Linked DNA regions of Mus musculus: all the other regions are linked to region 1. A link is a contact called in public Hi-C and promoter capture Hi-C data. All regions are on one chromosome and are shown on one strand. Each heading gives the region's core, a stretch centred on a gene start, on an enhancer-like site or on the middle of the called end of the contact. The rest is flanking DNA. Distances are from core to core; before and after follow the strand shown.

Region 1 (5,117 bases), core at 1,809-4,308:
GGGATCTTATTCCAGACACAGTCAACATCCTGCTCCTACAACCCCAGGCCAGACAGTTACAAGCCAGCATGGGAGGTTTAATATGGAGAAATGCAGAGCAGCACAGGCCGTGCCATCTCTAAAATCCCTGCTACGGGGATGGGATCAAGTCTTACCAAGCAACGTCGTAAATGGTCCTGGTGTGGAAGCCCGACAAAGTGCAGATACATTTCCAGCTGGGGTCAGAGCCACTGCATGCCACCCCTGTGTAACAGACTTTTCTTAAACCCAAGACATCCTATGTCCTGAGTAGTTGTACTATTACAAAGGAGATCCTAACGTGCCCTTCCTCATCCCCTTGCCAATCAGAGTCCTTGTACCAACTGTGTTCCCACGCTGCTTATCTGCCTTACACACGGGAACCTTCCAAAAAGAAAGTATCTGTTCTACCTTAGGCCAGACCTCACCAACTAAGCTGCAGGCCACCCACTAGCCGACCCACCCCATCGACTTCACTCCTCCCTTCCAATCCTGTCTTCACACTCTTCACATTCAGTTTGGATATTCCCACCATCAGCCAGCTCATCAACTCACGCTGCTGGGTGTTTGTTTTTTGAGTCAGGGTCTCATTATGTAGCCCTGGAACTCGGGCTGGCCTTCAACTCACAGAGATTCAGCTGCCTTACTCTCCAAATACAGAGATTAAAGGCATGCACCACCATGGTCAGCTTTTTTGATTTTTTTTTAGAGACAGGGTTTCTTTGCCAGCCCACCCTGTCCTAGAACATGATGTAAACCAGGCTGGCCTCAAGTAGCCACCTGCCTCTTGTCCCGCAAAGCTATCCCTGGTTCTTTCAGTGCTTCTCTTGGGACTGACAAACTGAATCCAATCTGTGATTCATGGCAGACTGCATCTTTTAGATCATATATCTGGCAAACTAAAAACCTCTACGAAAAGGAGTTTCCTTTAACTCCCAGACCCTCACCTTGTTCATTGCCCGGTAGATACTGGCGCCAGATGCGTACAGTTCGGTCATCACTGCAAGATGCCAGCCGCTGGCCGCTGGGATCAAAGGCTATGCTCCAAACAGTGGACTCATGACCTTCGAGGGTGGCACAGCAGACCCAGTCATCCCCTTCTTCCTGGTATAGCTTCACTGTGTCATCATAGCTAGCAGAAGCTAAAAGCTGAAAGAGAAAGGAGACCCAGCAACTATCTATATGGTCCAGGAGGTGCCTGTGGTTTGAATATGCTGGGCTCGGGGAGTGGCACTATTAGGAGGTGTGGCCTTGTTGGAGGAAATACGTCACTTTGTGGGTAGACTTTGAGACCCTCTCCTAGCAGCCTGGATCAAGATGCAGAACTCTCAGCTCCCTCTCCAGCACCATGTCTGCCTGCATGCTGTCATGCTTCCTGCTACGATGAAAGTGGACTAAACCTCTGAATCTGTAAGCCAGACTCAGTTATATGTTTCCCTTTATAAGAGTTGTCTTGGTCATGGTGTCTCTTCACAGCAATCAAACCCAAACTAAGATACAATGGTTCCCATATCAAACCCTGTCAGAGCAGGACAGTCCCAGCGATCCCTCTAAGAACAAGAGTGGTTCTGAAGAGTGGAGGCAGGCTGGGCACAAACCTCCACAGCAGGTTCTTTCCCACCCTGTCTCACTCTTACCTCCTGGCTCGGGTGCCAAACCACGTGCTTAACGTCCTGCGTATGAGAGCTGAGGACACTGACACACTCATACTCATCCTCTTCATCAACTGTGGGAGGAACAAATTAGACCCAGAGGTGACCAGTCAGGGACAAAGCTGAAAGCCAGCGAGCTGGTTTCCTGCTGTACCCAGAGGCACCTAGACTCACCTTCCCAGACCCACACGCTCTTATCTCTGCTGCAGGTAGCCAAGAGGTTGCCAGATGGGGCCCAAGCCACTGACTTGACCTCATTTTCATGGCCCTCAAGAGTGGTCACACACTGGAAAGGGAAAGGATATTGAGTTAATGGCAGCTAAGAGTCCTAAGCCCTAGTAAAATATCTAAGAGAGCAGTTTTGTTGTTGTTTGAGAAAGGGTTTCATTCTATAGCAGGATGACCTTGGTGGACTTACAGCAATCATCCTGCTTCAGTGTCCCAAATGCTGGCATTACAGTCATGAACTACCATACTCAGCTACTATTTCTATAGTGTAGAAATTAAGTTAAGGCTGTAACTAATATGACCAAGCCCTGGGGTGCAAACAGGTAATAAACTGCTCCCATCCAACCTGTTTACCTCAAAGTCATCCTGGTTCTTCTTCCAAATACAAGTGGTGGCATCAAAGCTGGCAGATGCCAGGTAATTTCCACACGGGGACCAGGCCACTTTCCTAACGGTGCGCTGATGGCCTTCAGAAAGGACAGACTTGCAAATCCAGCTGTCACCTGCAAGCAGAGAACAGGCTAGGCTTTGGAGCGCCATCGATGCCATTCACTAAGTAGTACTTTAAGTGGGACCCTGTTGCTGGGACAAAGTCAGTCACCATTATTACTACGATGCAACCGATCAAGATTCTGAAACTGTTAAACTGCTCTTCAGGCGACTTTCCTCATTTTTCTACCTCAGCAAATATCCCAGTTCCCGCAGCAAATATCCCAGTTCCCGCAACAATTCCAGCCTCTGTTGACGCTGGCACACTCCTTCCCCGACACTTTTCAGAGTAGTGTTTTCCTCGGCACCAGGGCCACAAAGCCAAGCCAGGCCTTACCCTCGGTGCCCCAGATGCGAATTTTACGGTCGCCTCCGCAGGAAGCCAACAGGGTCCCCGAGGGGTTCCAGGCCAGGAACCAGCAGCGGGAATCCGGGTGCGCCGGGACGCGGCTCTGCAGTACCAGAGAATCTTTCATGGCGACTGTTTTAGGGTAAGGAGAGCACACCGAGAGAAGCAACGCGCCAAACGCGCTGGGCACTATAGAACCTTGAGACCGTCAGATGTACAGCTTCTGCAAAATATGTCGCCCTAGGAATTGACGTGCCCGCTGTTGACGCCGCGTGACCTTCTGGGACTTGTAGTCACTCCCCTCATCCTCCGTAACTGGAAGCCTCGCGGGACAGTCCGGAACTACCAGTACCCTGATGCCCTGCGCAAGAACAAGCGGCGCGCGCACACAGTGACGCGCACGGAGGGCAGGGCGGAGGGCCGGAGAAGAAGGAGGCGGGGGTGGGGTGGGGTTGGAGGAAGCCGGAAGTGCATCGGCCAGGGTCCGTCTGGGCGTTGCGGGTTTGGGGCCTGGGATCGTTTGGCCCGGGCAGCTAAGAAGCCTGTGACCGGGCGGAGCGGCGCCATCCCAGCCCTGAGGCCTGCTGACCGGTGAGGAGCAGGGACTAGAGTAGGGAGGGTTACTGAGGCTTAGGTCGCACCCCAAAGTGCGGATTCCCGATCTCGGCGGCCCAGCTGCATCCTCCGCCCCTCAGCACCCCTCTGTCTGATAACCCTGGTCCAAGTCTCCTCCGGTCCCCTTGCCAGTAGCCGATCCCCTCCCCCGGCCCCCCAGTACCTCCGCCCGTTCATCCTGGCATGTCTACAGCCAATGTAGTCCCCTGCCATCTCCGAGCCCTGATCCAGCACCCCTCATCCAGAGCCCTCGGTCCCCGCCCCCCGAATTCCCGCAGTCCTTTGGTCTGTGCTCAGCCCTGGGTCCCACCCCGCAGTCTCTGGTGCGGGCCCTGACAGCTCCGGGCCAGCCGCCCATTGCGTTGCTCTCCACCTGGGTACAGACAGGCTCTGCGCGCCCCGCTGAGGTCGGCGGCCACCACCAACGACCGCAGAGCTACAGCGGGCAGCCCCGGGCATGTATGCCCCTGGAGGTGCCGGGCTGCCGGGAGGGCGCCGGCGGAGAAGCCCGGGAAGCAGCGCTCTTCCCAAGCAGCCGGAGCGGAGCCTGGCCTCGGCCCTGCCTGGCGCCCTGTCCATCACAGCGCTGTGCACTGCCCTCGCGGAGCCCGCTTGGTTGCACATCCATGGAGGCACCTGTTCCCGCCAGGAGCTGGGGGTCTCGGACGTGCTGGGCTATGTAAACCCGGATCTGCTAAAAGGTGAGAGCGCTGAGCTCCTGCTCTCTTGGCTTGAGGGGCGGTGCAGAACAGATATGAGGCTGGCTGAAGTATAGATAGCCAGAGGCAGTCATTTGTCAAAGGAAACAGCCCCATTCTTGCTTGGTGTTCATGCCCACCAGGTGGCTCTGTTTGGGGGTCTAGCCTCTCATTAATTTTGATGTTATTCAGCCAAGCACCTACTCCTCACCGTCATGCTAATCCAAACTGCTGCTATTTTAGGTTTCTGCCAGAGGTAGGTAGAAGAAAAAAGGGTGTTTGTCAGGTATTACAATTAGCCTCCCCTTTCTAACGGACATGTGAGATGCAGAATAGTCGTTTGGGGCAGCTCGATCGATGGAGAAATCAGAACTGTTAATGTGACCAATTGTAAAAGACATTTTAGTATTCTATGATAATTGGATTTACAATAGAGGGGACTTGTGGCATCCCAGGTCATCAGATATCAGTTCTATTAACACCTTCAACAGTTGAAACTTGGTTTTCCATGCCTTTACAGGTATGCCATATTAAGACGGTTGCTTTATTCATCAACAGATTTCCCAGACTAGCAGGCAGAAGAAAGCATCTGGTCTGTTTATTGGATGAGATAGGAGTCTAGGGCTTAGAGGAGGGCCTGACTCAGGAGCCTCCTAGCTCCTCCTCGGTTTCTAGGAGTGAGGAGAAAGGCTGTGCAGTATGAAAGCAGAAATGTCCTTCCTGATTTTAAACATAAAAGTGGTCAGTGGGACCCAATGGTCACATCTTGTTGCCTTCAAGTCCTTTGAACTAGTCTCAAAAGTCCTCACCTTTCTTCTTTGACACTCTTTAGTTCTAGTATGTTCCTATTAGATATGTGCAAGGTGTCTCATGAATGGCTCAGGCCCTAGGATTTGGTGAAAAGGTCAGCGCCCCCCTCTGCATTGAAATAAAAACCCTGCTGTAGGTCTATGCTGAGAAGCCCTATCCTGTCACCTGGTGGTGTCTTTGGAGGTGAGTTCTTGAACAACTTGCTTCTCTTTGCATATTTGCACATTCAAGACTTTAGGATGGTTTTTTATAGAAAAC
Region 2 (5,117 bases), core at 1,018-3,517, 5.0 Mb after region 1:
CCCCAGAGCTACTCTCCCCTCTTCACATAAATGCAAAGAACTATTGATCTGTTTATATTTAAAAGAACGGACTCCTTCCTTAGCTCAGGCGTCACCTAGGCTGTTTTATCCTCAGGGACAGGAGATGCTAATCCTACTCAATACTGGTCAGGAGAGGACACAAACTTACTTGCTTAGATTCTTGTTTGCCATAAAGAATATCTGTATCTGCATCTCATGATGTCAGCAAAGAATTTTCTGGATGAGTCAAATAAAATCTATAACTATGTAGCTTTAGCACTTCAACTGAAACTGGAAATGGAAAACTCTGCAGATATCTGAAACTGCCCTGCTAAGATCCCCTCTCCAAGCTGGGGCTCAAAAGAGCTTGGAAATCAGCTTGTTTCTTGCTGGTCCAGATAGTAGCCAATTTTTTTAATTGATTGATTATGTTACCTGAAGGTCAATGTAGCCATCGTCTGTGCTGGCAAGCCTTGAATATTTGACTTTACTGCTGGGGAGTCCAGTTGCCAGGTTGGTACGAGACGGCATCATAACAGAGTAACACAGCTAGTCTGAAAGGGAAAGACTTGTTGTCTGCAGCAGTCCCAGTACAGCCCAGGAAAGGATGTCAGATACTGTTCCGAGCTGCTGTGCCACATGCTACCCATGGTAGCTTAGGCGTTTCACTGCTTACGGTGACCCGACACTTCTTGTACACACTAAGCATGCTTCCTTTATGGATCTAGGTTGACTTCACAGAAAGACACCAAAGGCACTTCACCAAGAATCAGGCTCTGTTCAATCTGCTACCGATGTTTCTGGCCTAATTTTCTAAAGTCCAATGTTCACATTTTCAACCCCTCCCTTACAGTACTGCCTACCCCTTAACTTTCCTCAGGAGCATAAATTCACATAACTTTTTTGTCTGCCATGAAAGGAGGAGGAGGAGGATAAGGAATGACACACACATCAGCATCGTGTCTACTTCTAGGTGTGGTACGGTTCTATGTACAAATTCTTATCCATGTGGGAAACGCCCTGGCTATCCATACCACACTAGACATCCACGGCCACCTGCCTCTCTGCTCCCATCCCAAGCATGAAACAAGTGAGTTTACATTCCACATCATGTAGCTCCTGAAAAAACGGATCTAAAAATCCGTTTTACTCAAACTATTCAAAGCAGACAGACATAATAAAAATCATAACTACTGAATTATTTGAGAGTAGGTAAAATTTAAAAGCAATGACGTTTAAATCTTAAAAGTTTGAAATTTAAGCTCAGTACTTCAGTAGGTTACTCTAATCCCAACTACTTGGGAAGAAAGGTGTGGATATACGAAGTTGGAGGCCAGTCTGGGCAACATAGGAAGACCAGACACTCTCCCCTACCATAAATGAAATGTGTGGATTCTTTATAAAGTCATACAATTATGTAAACAAAACAGACTATTTTATTTGCAATGGCATTTGAATTCTAAACGCAAAAAGTCCATCTTTAAGAAGAAAACTAAGTGGCCTTCACTGGTGTGATGTTTTGCACATAATCTCCACAATGGCATGTGATATTTTTTCGATCTTAATGAGCTGCCAGACACTGGTATTACAGTCGACCTTAAGTAACTAGCATGCAAAAAACTGGTGTCAAGTGTTTCTGCGTTTTGGTTAATTACATCCTAGTTCAGAAGTACTAAAAAGGAGCAACGGGAATCCATTTACATTTCTAAACCTTAGGTACTAGGTTTTTGATGTTGCCATCCCATAACATGTTTAATTCCTCATATCTAAAAGTTGAAGCTACCAATAAGCAGGATTTTCGAAGCATTAAACCATGCCTGATTTGTATTACAAGTTATAAAGTTATGTACTTTCCACTTATAAACTCGCACCAAAACAAAAACGTTGCAGCACGACAACGAAATGGGAAGATTTGTTTTTCTTAGCAAGGGATTCTAGAGTGGCGTTATCACATAGTAAATGACAACTTAAAAAACTATCAGCCCAAGTTTCTGCTACACTTTTTACCGGCCCCACCACGATTTCTGCCCACCCTCCCGGGCCCACAAGGACCTAAGCGTGGCGCTGTGGACAACCTCTCGTCGCCCTCCGCCGCCGCCAACGTGAACTAACTGTCTCCGGGAAGCAGCCTCGGTGGCAGGGCCAGGTCTCGCGGCTGGCTTCCGGGAGCGCGCGCCCGCCCCCTACCCGCGCTGCGCTCCCCGTTCTCCGTTAGGCGCGCTCGCAAGGCTCGCTCAACAGCCAAGCGGAAGGGGCGGTCTTAAGGACAGCCCAGCGGAAGTGACGTGGCGGATAGAGGCGCACCGGAAGTGCTGTCACCAGGAAATCGTGTCATCGAATCTTGCTTCCAGGGCACATGGCTGGAGGGCTTCATTGCTGTCTTGTTTTATGTTTGGTAGCGTTTCTTTACGTAGCGCAGGCTGTCCTGGAACTCAGGATGCTGATTAGGCTGGCCTCGAACATAAGGTTTGCCTGGGACAAATGGCGAATGCCACCATGCTCAACCGGGTAGCGGCTTGCTTTTGCCCTGGTGACCAGGACCTGCTACCTCCATAGGGTGGGCGGGCGCGTACTTAGGGTCTCACCCACCAGGATCGAGTTCACAGCAAAACTGTTGAGGTTCCAGTCCTGACCCCATGGCCACATCGGTGCACAGCAGAGTCCTGGGTATCCAGAGGGGTGGACAAGGGATACCCACCAGGAATCTTGCCCTGTCCTAAACACCCCTATGCTGACACTGGTCACCACTCACTAATTAGCGTTCTCACAGCCCCAAAATCTTGTTATTACTACCTGATTATTAAACACTACCCAGGTAAGTGTCCTACCTACCAGACACAGCTGAGTTCTAACATTCATCCTCATGAAAGTGACGTCTTGATAAAGCATTCCCACCACTCCAGAGTTCTCTGAGAGCAGTATTTGCAGGCTACTTCCTTCTGCACTTAATTGGCTCAAAGTATTGAACAGTTGTAGCTACTAGGCATGAGCTCTAACCAACAACCTCCCAGAACAAAGCTGTATTGTCTACATACTGTCAAACATGAAATACAAAGGAAAAATATCTTGGGGTCCACAGATAGAGCTTAGTATTTAAAGGCCTTCAAATGTGGCCTCCCGGAACAGAGCAAACAGGCTCTATACTAGCCATGGTTTGAGATCCTGCTGAAATATAGCAAGAACTGAAAATGGTTCCCCACACCAAACCAGGTTAACACACGCATGCTCACTCATACCTGCAAAAGACACACACACATAAAAACTGAGAGGGGAGGTAGGATAATTTGTCACCAAGCTTGAAGAACTTCATTCAACCCCTGGAAGCCAGGGTGCTGGGGTATACCAATTCCTATAAAATTGTCCTGACCCCCACATGAGCCTCACACATACACAATAAATATACTCAAATATTCTTTAGTTTTATGTAGCATATCATGATCAAAACCACAGGGCCTTTTTAACCCTTCTTGGATCAAGTAGCCACGAAGTTTGGGCCTTTGCTTCACTCAAGATGGACTGTATGTAGTCCTGGTTGGCCTAGGGAGAGATTTATCCACCCCACCCCCTGCACTGCCATTAAAGTTGTATTTTAAAAGAGCTACATCCCAAACAAGGCTACCAGAAAACTTTGCACAACGTAATTACATAAACTCAAGAGAAACATTTTTTTATTGCTATCTCCACGATGGAAGAGAGAACAAAAGCCCATTTACCTAACAGGGTATAACTATTCAGTAGCCATGGTACAAAGGCGGCACTGCTCTATGACTTTTCAAATTGTTAACTTTATTTAAATTGAACAATATTTCTTAAAACTGCATTTAGCGTCAAGATCATTGATGAAAATCACCAGTATTTGTAAAGCAGAAACATTCATGTTAACAAAACTAGTTTTTACTTTGGAGCTTATTCTTTAAGCAAATTATGGAGAATGGAGAGAAAAGAAAGTAGGTTATTTACAGAAGATATCTACATATTTTATTTTAATATTTAAGAATACTCAGGTACAAACTTGGTGACAGAAAAGACCTCAGGACACGCTGGCATCTCAGGAGCAATCTTCAAAGGTTTAGTTTTCTCAATTTCTAGCAATGCCTAAGATGCTTCCTCATCTTCAATCTTGGGAGCCAAATAATACTTTAAGTGTCCCATGTCAGCAATTTTATACTCTACAACTGAAAGACAGGAAAAATTAAACCACCGAATACTATAAATACCACATTACAAAACAATGTTCAAACTTATCATCTTACCAAGGGGCACATCTGCAGACATACTGAGTGTTACTGTAGGAGACAGTGGAGTGGCTTTTGTGAAAAAGTTCAGGTACCTCAGAGCAAACGTTAGGTGAACAGGCTCATTCATCTCTATGGTTACCTAGAGGAGAAAACAGGCTCACTGTAGACATCAGAAACTCACACTATTAGATCACGGTATTATACCACAAAGCAAAACAAATAGTTATCATTTTGGAAGGGTTGATGAAAACCTTGACTAAAGAAGAAAAAAGTCTAGCTTGCCCATCCTGTAGAGCCACACCCCAAGCAATCAAAACAAAGGAGAAAGTTGTTCCTATTCAGATTGTACATACTTCTCTTGCAAAGAATGCATGAAGAGAGGAAGATAACACATAACCACTTCCAAAAACAAGAACCAACAGCTGAATGCAAGCTAAGGGACAGTAAACCAGTCTTCATTGTATGATTATCAATTTTATTCAATTCCCAATCCTTGAACATGTGGATACTGAAAAATTCCTTAATTTCTTTTGTTGTGGAAATGCTTGCACATCAGACAAATACTGATGAATTACATGTCAGTATTTGAGAACTGAGGAGCTGAAGTTGATATGGAAGTAGAAATAATTCAGCAGATTAAGGTTAAGAACTAGTTCTTGGGTTGTGTGTTTATCTATGTTCGAATTCTTACACTTTCATTTACTTTAAATTCATGCAGAGGCCAAGTAACACCTTATATTTACCTTAAATACTTGCAGTAAGCACTCTGAATTTCACTATACTAAACCCTAAAAATCCTATTTAGTTCAGACTTCTGTGTGTAATTCTGATGCTCAGGCTAGCTAGCAAAACTTAAAAAAGAAAAAAAAAAGTGTAGCC
Region 3 (5,117 bases), core at 1,742-4,241, 3.0 Mb after region 1:
ATAGTCGAACGCAAACTTTGCAATCCTCTGAGACTTGGTGCGAGTGACGATCTTCAGGCACTCAATGACACCCTTGGCGCTCTGGGTGAGAGGGAAGTAGCTTGTGACACTAGGGAAGAAGCAAGGAAGCCCACCTCCCACTTGCCTCTCCTTGTCCTCCGTAGTTTCTAAGCCTCACCTCATGTTCCAGAGAGCTATACTCCCCTTCTGTCTGCTCTCGAATGATAACCAGGTCTAGATTGTTGTGCCGAGTCTTGTATCCAGGAAGTGACTTCACGTGGACTACGTTGGCAAACAAATCCAACTTACGCCTGAGAGTAGACAGCCATCATCTGCTTTGTGCCCGGTGCCCAGCACTCCTCAGACCCACACCTACCCATCTACCTACCTCAGCTGCATATCATAGGAGGCTAGTTCACCCTTATACTCCATTGGGGTATAGATCTTTCCTGGGACAACAAAGTAGAGGAGAAGTAATGTTAGACTAGTGTCCAGTCTCCCCACTGACTTCATACAACCTAGACTCCCATCTTCCACTCCCAAACCCCTCAACCCTTTTATTTCTAGTGGCAAGAGGCAAAGGAGAATAATGTGGTGAAAATTAGATGAACTGAGCATAATGCTTTAATTTTAGACATTATGTTGAAATTCCTAAATGACCTAAGAGCTATTTTTTTTTTTAAATCAAAGAACCTGGTTTAATGCCAAGCTGAAAAGCAAGGGTGTCTAGTGACTGCATTATCTCAGCTACTACTTACTGAAAACTGACTATGTATGTAAGGCAACAGGGTATCAGTCAAAACCACAAACTCCTGCCCTCAACGAGAAAGACAACATAAGTTCTGTAGGGATGACAGGAACTAAGCTTAGGAACACAGAAGAGGAAGCCCTCTGGTCATATGAAATGTTACAGAAAAGCTGGTACTTACTGTAGTTAGTTCCTGGTTAAGTACCTTCAGTGAGTTGACCAGTGATAGGCCCCAAATGATAGGCCCATGAGCTTACACCAAGAAACCATAAACATGACTTTATTTGGGGGGGGGGGGGGGGAGGCGGCAGGGAGAAACTATAAATGAGGATTTTATAGTGAGAATTTTGGTTTCTTTATAAAAAAATCCACTGAAATGTTATGAGACTATGTTTTTGTTTTATTCCCAGGTGTGGGATACAGGTCTGCTTCAGACTCTTCACAGCAGTTGACTAAGATTTGCCTCATGCCGGGTGTGGTTTTGCCTGGGATCAGGTAGTTTTTGTGATTATGTAACATTTAGAATTGTGGGAGCTTTTCAAGAGGGTATAGAAATGTTAGGGTCCTGAGAAGCAGAGAGGGGTTGTTGGTTGATTGCCATTTGATAGTAGTTGTGCACAAAGAAAAAACAAGAAAAGGAAATTGGGTATTTTGCTGGTGAGGATCAAACTTGCCCCAAGGAACTTAGAGGGACTGTAGCTTCAGGAACTGAATTATATATGTTATTTTCAGTAGCATCCAATGGCAGTCATAGGAAACTAATGCCACAAGTGAGTGGAGATCCTGATAGGTGACACAGTGACATATACAGGACAATTAGGACAGCGGATTGTGAGCAACGCACAGAACAAATTGTAGAAAGGAAAACAGGAACATCAGGGGCCAGATTATAAAGAACTGACTTTCCTCTGCAAAAGCTGGCCCTGCAAGTGAGGCTGTCCAAGAAAGTGGGTCTATAGGAGGAAACCTACAAGCTAAATAAATAAATAAATAAATAAATTTTTAAAAATCCAATATGGGGAATAAAACAGCACAAGAGAAGAAATGGAGTGGTTAGAATGATCAGCGCACACTGGGTTAGGGTGGCCGTGCCTTTAATCTCAGCCCTTGGGAGGCAGAGGCAGAGAGCAGAGAGGCAGAGGCAGGCAGATCTCTGTGAGTTCGAGTCCAGCCTGGTCTACAGAGAGTTCCAGAACAGCCGGGGCTACACAGAGAAACCCTACCTGGAAAAACTAACAACAACAACAACAACAACAACAAACAATAAATGAACAAACCAAAAAAGAATGGGCACGCAGACACAACTAACAGGGTCTGACCCCGGTGACACAGCCTCAGCAGGTCCCAACCCCTTCCTGACATCACTAACTCCTGGTTTGCCACTGAGAAGAAACAAATTCCTAAATGTCAGTAGAGGCCAGTCTGGAAAACTGATATATACACACTGCAGAGAGAGGGGCTTTATGAACACTGCTCTTAAATGACAGAGTGCCATACAAACCAATGATGGCAACTTTGTTCTCCTTCATGGAACTCAGCACCTGCTCCAGCTTCTCCTCAGAAGCCATATTCTGCACCTCGCTCAGATGATGCTCCTTAAATTCCACAGGGACAGCAGCAGCCTTCAGGGATAAGTCCAAGCACAGGGCTGGGTCAGGTCTGAACTTTCCAACAACCCATCCATCCCTGTAGCCTGATCCGCCACCCATCCCCCGCCCCGGGCTATTCACCTTGAACACTTCCTTGACAGCATGCATGAGCTCTGGCCCCACGCCGTCTCCAGGCAGCATGGTCACAGGAAAGGCACCCTCCACCCTCACATCTTGTGCCTGTGAGTGGGGCCAGCAGAGATGGAGCAGGGGCAGAAGTGGGAGTCAGAGGGAAAGAGGTGGGGAGGGGAAACCCAGGGGAGCGGCAAGGAGGCGACAAGGATGGGCGAGAACGAAGCTGGACTCAAGCGTACCTGGCTCTGGGAAGCGGCGTGAGCCGTAGATGTTCCGAGACCTCTCCATGCCCCGGAGTTCCGAGCGGCGAGCACCGCCTGCGACAGACACAAGGTCAGATCGGGGACACCGCGGCCCCTTACACCGCGATGACCTTGCCTTCTTTTGGAAACCGCGGACAAACCCTCTGTTCTCCCGCCCACCCTCCGCTCAGGTCGTCCCGGGCCTCACTCGGGTCAGCCAGCGGACATTGCTCAGCGCTGCCATGTTCGGCCGAGGAAGTCGCGGGGGAAGTGACGCCGGAAGCGAGCGCGGTCGTGGGAGCTGGACTTCCTGTCAGCCCTGGCGAGCTTGGCGGTTCTTTCTCCCGTACCAATCGGCGGTGTGTACGGATTCACTTGAGTTCTCTCCTTCTGTTTGGTAATGTAGGGTCACAGGACACACAACCAGTTTGTCTGTTTGCTTTGTTTTCACTCGTCAGATTTAATTTCTCTTGAAAATTCAAAACAACATCCAAATATATATGGCCAAGTATTGAACAAGGATGTGAGTTTAACAATAAGTTGAGAAGTCTTGGGAATTTGTGAATGTTTGAATGTTCTGTTATGCGTTATTCTCTTAACTAGTACTCACTGTTAGTCACTTAGAATTCTTTTAAATAGGTAAAATAATTCAGATTACAAAGAAAACTGGTTATGATAAGAAAACTAACTTGGAGTTGATGAGGTAGCTCTGTAGACCAGGCTGGCCTCAAACTCATAGACCCGCCTGCCTCCACCTCCCAAGTGCTGGAATTAAAGGTGTGCACCACCACATCCTGGAAAAAAAAAAAAAGAAGCTGAAAAATAAAAGCTAATTCTTTTGCTCCACTGTATAGTATGCTATAATTTAAATTTACTAAATTGCTTAATCCTTTCTTAAATAGGCAGATACCTAGTATGAAATCTGATTTGGGCTCTTCTCAGCAACATTGCTGTGTATATCCCTGTACATTCTCCTTTGTACATATGATGAAGATTATAACTATCCTGCAGGGCACCTCTAGCCATGTATGTATTACAGGTGAAATGGTGTGTTTTCAATAGTTTGATTATAGATCTGTGTGTGTTTCACTCATGAATTTGTTCTCATGCAGTAAACAGAAAACTCATTCATCATGATAGCTGATAGTTTCTCTCCCACTACTTCTGGAAATAAAGAGTTACTGACATTGATTTAGCTGCTTAGTTATGTCCCCAGGGATCCTGGATGGGGGGCGGGTCCTCTATATCATCTCCTCTCAAAACTCCATTAGATTGCTAAACCCAGTGTCTATTTTATAATAGAATGTTGAGTATCTCATATAATTTATTGAGTGCTACACGGAAAGTGTATCAGAACAGGCATGTATGTTTTGTTGAGACAGGATCTCTCTTTATATCCCTGGTTGACCTATAACTTCCTATGTAGACCAGGCTGACCTGGAACTCAGAGAGATCCACCTGCCTCTTTGCTTTCTAAGTGCTAGGATTAAAGGCGTGTACCCCATGCCTGCCTAATGGACTTGTATCAATTACTTTTATCATTGTTGGGACAAAACACAGACAAAAGCAGCTTTCGAAAGAACAGATTTACTTTAGCTCATGGCTCCAGGAGACCCCAGTCACCACAGAGGGGAAGGGACGGCAGCAAGATCAGGAAGCAGCTGGGCTCTCTCTCTCTCTCTCTCTCTCCAGTTCAAACTGGCCATTTTCACTCAAGGCACATCAGGTATCTGAGCAGGACCATCAGGGAGAAGACTCTAGGGCCCTATAAAGTACACAAGCAGATACATGGGGGTGGGTAGAGGCTGCTCCGTAGTTACGAGCATTTACTGCTCTTGCAGAGGACCCAGATTTTGTTCCCGGCACCCACATGACAGCTCACAACCATCTGTAATTCCAGTTCCTGGGGATCCAATACTTCTTCTGACCCTTGTATGCATATGATGCACATACATACACTCAAGGGCATACACATAAAATAAATATTTTTAAAAATACACAAACAGCATCAATATAGTGGACTCCCAGCTTTAGGGCCTCTCCCAATTCGAAAAGATAAAACTTCTACTTTTGCTTTCTCTATGGCTTGGTCTTCTGTCTTTCTTGAACACTCAGTTCTCTGTCCATTTCAAGGAACAAACCTGGCACTCCCCTAGACGACCACCAGTACTATATGACATATTCACATAACCTTCAAAAAGAAGTCAGATTTGGAAGTGCCCACTAGAGGCATGTGTTGTTTTGGATTAGACATGAGAGGGGTTTTGGCGATGTTAGGAATCTCCTATACTCTTACCGGACGGTGGTTCTGAGTGTATACTGTGAGCAAGCAATGGAGGAGCTTGAGTAACTCATGCAAAGGAAACCATTGGTCCAGACAGACTGGACTGAGTCGCTCAATGT

What was found. Promoter capture Hi-C pulls out the DNA fragments that hold promoters and counts their contacts. Hi-C and Micro-C count contacts between places; a contact is called where the count stands out from the background.
Region 2: a contact with region 1 is called in a Hi-C map of B cells, with 5 read pairs. The contact joins the promoter of Tmem230 here to the promoter of Ciao1 in region 1. A contact is called at or near these places in 1 of 39 promoter capture datasets (pre-B cells) and 1 of 484 Hi-C or Micro-C datasets (B cells).
Region 3: a promoter capture Hi-C map of liver shows a contact between it and region 1, with 2.7 times the contacts expected there. The contact joins the promoter of Idh3b here to the promoter of Ciao1 in region 1. A contact is called at or near these places in 1 of 39 promoter capture datasets (liver) and 1 of 484 Hi-C or Micro-C datasets (embryonic stem cells).

What each region holds. Positions count from the first base shown.
Region 1 is chr2:127,244,758-127,249,874 of GRCm38.p6, forward strand. It overlaps Ciao1 (cytosolic iron-sulfur protein assembly 1), which reads right to left and starts at 3,059. Exons shown (of 7, transcript NM_025296.4): 1 at 2,725-3,059; 2 at 2,253-2,401; 3 at 1,845-1,956; 4 at 1,656-1,744; 5 at 966-1,167; 6 at 156-243. The coding sequence starts at 2,863. Tmem127 (transmembrane protein 127) reads left to right here and starts at 3,191. Exons shown (of 4, transcript NM_175145.4): 1 at 3,191-3,327; 2 at 3,735-4,052. The coding sequence starts at 3,809.
Region 2 is chr2:132,245,521-132,250,637 of GRCm38.p6, forward strand. It overlaps Tmem230 (transmembrane protein 230), which reads right to left and starts at 2,268. Exons shown (of 4, transcript NM_027478.3): 1 at 2,053-2,268; 2 at 436-554. The coding sequence starts at 534. It overlaps Pcna (proliferating cell nuclear antigen), which reads right to left. Exons shown (of 6, transcript NM_011045.2): 5 at 4,254-4,377; 6 at 3,766-4,175. The coding sequence ends at 4,096.
Region 3 is chr2:130,281,460-130,286,576 of GRCm38.p6, forward strand. Idh3b (isocitrate dehydrogenase 3 (NAD+) beta) reads right to left here and starts at 2,992. Exons shown (of 12, transcript NM_130884.4): 1 at 2,923-2,992; 2 at 2,712-2,789; 3 at 2,479-2,577; 4 at 2,250-2,370; 5 at 389-449; 6 at 179-311; 7 at 1-81. The coding sequence starts at 2,958.